2 separate regions of the Anser cygnoides genome follow, and region 2 is linked to region 1. The links are chromatin contacts, called in public Hi-C maps. All regions are on one chromosome and are shown on one strand. Each heading gives the region's core, a stretch centred on a gene start, on an enhancer-like site or on the middle of the called end of the contact. The rest is flanking DNA. Distances are from core to core; before and after follow the strand shown.

Region 1 (2,654 bases), core at 77-2,576:
ACTTGAGGTAAGGTAGTGCAGAGTTATATAATAATAGGTAAGGTGTTCTGGGGCATAATCCAGCTCAGACTGGCCATCCTGCCTCTGCTCCTCCTGGTCCAGAAAAGAAAAGAGCTATCTGATAGTAACAATTAAAAATTATTTCTTGTGCCAGCTGAAAAACAAACAAACGCATATCCTTGTTTAGAAGAGGAGTGGTGTCTCTAAGGTGGACAGGAAGGCTATTGTTAATTTGACCTGCAAGACCTGCAGATTGCCCAATTCCATTACAGGGTAGCTGAACAGGCAAAAAAAAAAAACCAAAAAACCAACAAAAACAGACCCACACCACACATTAGCCAATATTTGGCTATCTGACATCTGTATTCAGAAAACCTGGCATGTATTTTTTCTAATATAAGAGCCCAAAAGCTAGCTAGTACTTGAGGCTTTGCCAAGTTGCTTCTCTCAGGAAGAAAAATAGATTATGTGATTTGAGGGTTGTGAGATTTTTGTGTGTGCACAGCCCTGTTTATTTACAAAGAATGTAAACAGAGCTCTGTTTGCTTGAGCAGAGTAGAAACAAAGTGCAACAGGCAGCTATTTTGCTGATGTTTTCAAGTCTGCCTGTCTAGCAAGTGCTGTACTTGGGGGGGGGGGGGGGGGGGGAAAAAAAGAAATACTAAATGAAAAAACCACACGACTCTCCTTCCTGAGATCACACAGGCAGAGTATTTTTACTGTGTTTTTTTCTGCCTGCTACACAGAGGCATCTGTAACTGCGAGCAGTTTTTCCCAACTCCTTTAATTTCATAATTGATATTTAGAAAATTCTTTAATGCACACACCTTACAGTCTGCCTGGATGTGATGCGTCAGTGCTTTGGACGGTGTTTTTCAGTTTATTTACAGCTGTTACATAAAAGAGCTGATGTTGCTTTTCTACTTGGACCAAAAAGAAAGGTATTCAGCCCAACCTTCCGCCCTGATCGCAGCCAAGTGCAGAATTATTTAGAGCGTAGCGTGATCACAGCCATCAATTTTTTCGGATAACAATGGCAGACTTAAAATATAACTTTCCAAAGAAGCCTCTATGCAGCCTGTAATACCATTATTTGCTCGCTGGACTCTGCGGTTTCCTCACAGGTCACGTTGCATGGCATCTCAAGACTCCTGCCCTTTACTGCAAATAGCTCTGCCCAGGCCTTTCCCGTGGACAGGTGGGAGCTGCTTTAGGATCTCTGTTTGCCACTTCCCAGGCTTCTGCCAGCTCTTCCCTGGGCTTCTCCGGAGCAAGATTCTTTAGATCTAACCCATTCTGTGCGCGTTTGTTTGTTTTTCTTCTAAATCACCGCTTTTTCTTGTACAGGCAGGCTGGCTGTAGGTTACCACATGATGCTTGGGCAGCCTGCTCGGTTGGACCAAGCCTTTGTGAGTCGGCTGGATCTGACTGACACGCAGGCATGCATTTCCTTCCTTGGCTCCTGGAGGCTTCTGTGACTCGCACAGCTTCCTGCCTCCCTCAGCCTCTTCTAAGACATAGCTGTTTTGTCCATGACCAGCAGTTCATGCGTATGTCGTTGCCTGTAAGAAGAAATCTGAGATTCGTTTGCAGTGGAGTTTTATCTCAGAGCTTTCCCTTCGCTCCCTGCCTCAGGCCTTGTTCTTGTTGTCCACTCCTTGTATTCAGATACCATCTGCTCCCAGTCCTCTGCAGGCTGTTTGCTTTGTTATCCCGTGTTTGATTTTGTGCTTTTTTAAAGTTTATTTCTAAGTACCGATACATCGAAGGAGATAGGGATTATGTGAAGTGAAAGTTACAGACGTGAAAATACGGTAATACTTCATGTACTTCTGTATATATGTTTTTTTTTCTTTGACAAAGGTTTTATAATAATCTAGGTATGTTAGCTTATAACAGAGTTAACAAGTGGAATAATAGGATTTATTCAGACATAGGAAAAAAAATGGTCCAATTGGAAAGACGGAAATGTTAGGGGCTTAAATTGTATTTAACAATGATAAAACACTACTGGTGTCTCTTGTTTATCTTGGCATTTGCTAGACTTGTGATACCGTTTGCCATAACATCCTGATAGACAAACTGATGAAGTATGGGCCAGGTGAGGAGGAGTGAGATCTGGCTGAACTGTTGGGCTTACAGGGCTGTGAGCAGTGTCACGGTGTCCAGCTGGAGGCCAGTCACCACCCAGTACTCCAGCGGTCGCCCTTTCCTGGGGCCAGGACTGTTTAACATCTTTGTTGGTGACCAGGGTGATGGAACAAAGTGCACCCGCAGTGAGTTTGCAGACAAAACAACTCCGGGAGCAGTGCCTGGTGCCCCGGCTGGCTGTGCTGCCTGGAGAAATGTACCTCGTGCAGTTCAACCCAGGGAAAGGCCGAGTCCTGCACCTGGGTGGGAACAGCCCTAGGCACCGGTAAAGGCTGGGGGCCCACCAGCTGGAAAGCAGCTTGGCAGAAAAGGACCTGACGGACAGCAAGCTGAACGGGAGCCAGCAATGAGGCCGAGCGCTGCCAGCAGGCCAAGGGAGGTGATTCTTCCCCTCTCTGCCGTCCTGGTGAGACATGTGGGAGGGAGAAAGAGAGGGATGAACTGGAGCAGGTCCAGTAAAAGGCCGCAAAAGATGATGAAGGACTCGCAGACAGCTTCCCCTG
Region 2 (2,654 bases), core at 115-2,614, 590 kb before region 1:
CAGAAATGATTCTGCATCCGCATGCAGGGCTTGCTCACCTAGAGCTAGGATGACTTAGCAGAACAGCCCTGCATCCGTATGCAGTATCTCAGCTCCAGCCACAGGTACAAATATCCTTGCTGACTGCGTGAAAGGGCTTTAATTTTTCCCATAGCCAAATCCTAAAGCCTGTGATGAGCTGTTATGAAAATGGACATCACTTGGGGCTCAGTCCTGGTCCCTTTATAATCTAAATATTTGCACTCCTCAGGAACAGTAGGAGCGAGATCTTGTTCCCATTTAGAAAGGGTGCAAGAAAAAAAAAATCACACATTTCTTTAAACATGCAGTGCAACAAATTTTGTAGCCTTGTGATATTTTTTGCCAGAATACTCTCTGCTCAGTACTGCTTGCCCTCCATACCATTCTTCTAGAGAGCAGAAATAAATTATTCATTATTTTTTCTCTTTAAAGAAACAGTATGCAAGATCTTGAGCTCACTGAAATCAGTGGTAGCTTGGACTACTGACTGGAGAAGTGCTGCCTGTTACGGGATCATGCCTAAGCAGAAAGTGTCTGAGTATGTTAACACGACCCCAGTTCAAGGCTGAAGTTCATGTGAGGAGACTGGTTGATGTCACCAGCTGTGAAACCGCCACTCCTACAACTGACAGGTTAAAGCACAATGGTAAGTGTCAGGGCTGTCTCCTGTATTTTACAAATGTGTTGATTTATCTCGTGTTTCTGAAAAACCAGCGTGAATGTTACAGAAACCGGGTGATCACCACGTACATATAATCTTCCATGTTGCCAATACAACAAAACCAGAAATTTTGGGGAATCAGAGTTTCTAAGGTAATACAGGTTTTTTTTTCCTGAGTATGTAGAACTAAAATAAAGAGAAATATAACCTTCACCTTGCTAGAATGAGCATGGAGACCTGGATCACTGAGAAGTCATCTCTGGGCTTTCTAAACCTGACAACTGTCCTTTGGCGGTCAGATATATCTGTGGCAGAGCGGCTGAACTTTGCATGTTTTGCTAACACAACGGCGCATTGGGTGTTGTCAACCATGTATTCTTACCTGGACACACAACTGGACAGCTCACTCTCTTTGAAAATGGTTCTTTCAAATACACAACAAAAGAATAGCTTTGTTTGAGGTCTCTTGTCCCTCCAAACCGTACAAAACTCAGTCACACTCCATGGACACTGCAGTTGCTGCTATTGTGGAAATGCAGAGGCTCTCGTTTGAATCAGTCCTCACCACATTAGGCAACAAACAAACACAGAACTAGAAGTGGTCTCAGCTCCAGAGGACTTACAATTTATTGTTTTACTCCAGAGCAGTAAAAAGTGATTAAATTACAAATGTTATTCTACAGAAATGACTGTAAAATCTTCACACTGTACCATAACAGCACAAATTCTCCATCGGCCAAACAATGCTGAAGAAACTGTTTAGAAGTATTTCTGAATCCTGAAATAAATTTACTGGAAATAGTTCACTCTTCTTCCTGTAAAAGCCAGACGCATTAATTAACATGAACTCTATTTGCCCGAGCTGAGCCTCAGGGCACTCTAATGAAGTGGAGGAAATTTGGTTTGGGAGGCAAAGAAAATACTCTGTGCTTACTTGATTTAAAAGAAAAAGAAACTGAGCTGTTCGGATGTTTGGGAACCTTGACGTGTCGGCAAAGCACAGGTGATCCAGTCTAATATTCATGACAGCTACCTTCCTTCCTCCCACAGTCCACAGATAACATTTAACTAGCTGTGGAGGGTGATTTCAGGTGCACATTGTGCCATAGACAGACTCGGTATAGCTCAGAGGTTATTAATACAAAGTTCATCGGCTCAGGTACAGCGCTGCACAAACAAGGTTAAACAGCGTTCAGTGTCGTTTCAGATCTGGAAGTGGCTGCGCCGTTTTTACGTGATCTGGGATGTGATGAGTAAGCTTTACTGACCGAGCTAGCTCCATTCACTGTATATCTGAACCACACTACAAAATCAGGAAGACTCAGACGTGCAGCACAGGAAACTTTACTCATGGAGAGACATCAGGTCCAGCAAGCTCCGGCTCAGGAAGGTCTGTCTTGATCCAAGCTGGTTCTAGGCAGATGCACTCAAATATCCATGCACAACACTTAACTTGTGAGGAATCTTGAGCAGTGGCAAAAAAGGGCAGAGACACCTGAGCGGCCTGTTGTGGAGGGAGCCTCAGGACTCAGCCAAAGCTGCCAGACTGTGGTGGATCCACAGTGACTATGCAGAAGCAGACAAGTATCTCAGTACCTTCAGAAACTTCAGGGGATCCTGTGGCATTCATACATCTGTGTGGCAGCATTTTCAAGTCATGTCACCTTCACATTACTCTGGGCAGTAAAGTGATTGAACTTTTACTCCCTGAAGAACTAGCAAAAACCTCAGTACGGGTTATGCATTGCATGTTAAGAAATAAATATTCATGTGCTGAATAAAGGCATAATCATAACCTGAAATGAGGTTAGCCTTATGAACCTGAAAATCACCTCTTCCAAAAACCAAGGCAAGAGGCCTGGCAGCATATCTGGAAGGCTAGCAATCCAGCCCCCAGCTGAAAGACATACATCTGCTTCCAAAGATAAGACCTAACAGTGAGATGGAGCTCTTAGGAAGGTATATAGAAAAC

What was found. A called contact is a pair of places that touch in the nucleus more often than the background predicts.
Region 2: a Hi-C map of liver shows a contact between it and region 1, with 2.4 times the contacts expected there. The contact joins two enhancer-like sites. A contact is called at or near these places in 2 of 7 Hi-C or Micro-C datasets (both in liver).

Annotation. Positions count from the first base shown.
Region 1 is chr1:14,508,658-14,511,311 of Taihu_goose_T2T_genome, reverse strand. The region is part of intron 2 of SRPK2 (SRSF protein kinase 2); the gene reads left to right. Among named protein-coding and RNA genes, the nearest start is that of SRPK2, 64 kb to the left of the region's middle. Within about 2 kb of position 1,326, at least 3 of the 3 cell types and tissues checked have open chromatin away from gene starts, as enhancers often do. A contact at or near this core is called in liver, where this site is marked.
Region 2 is chr1:15,095,166-15,097,819 of Taihu_goose_T2T_genome, reverse strand. LOC125183302 (a long non-coding RNA gene) reads left to right here. Exons shown (of 3, transcript XR_007165098.2): 3 at 454-2,654. Among named protein-coding and RNA genes, the nearest start is that of NAMPT, 4.7 kb to the right of the region's middle. Within about 2 kb of position 1,364, at least 1 of the 3 cell types and tissues checked has open chromatin away from gene starts, as enhancers often do. A contact at or near this core is called in liver, where this site is marked.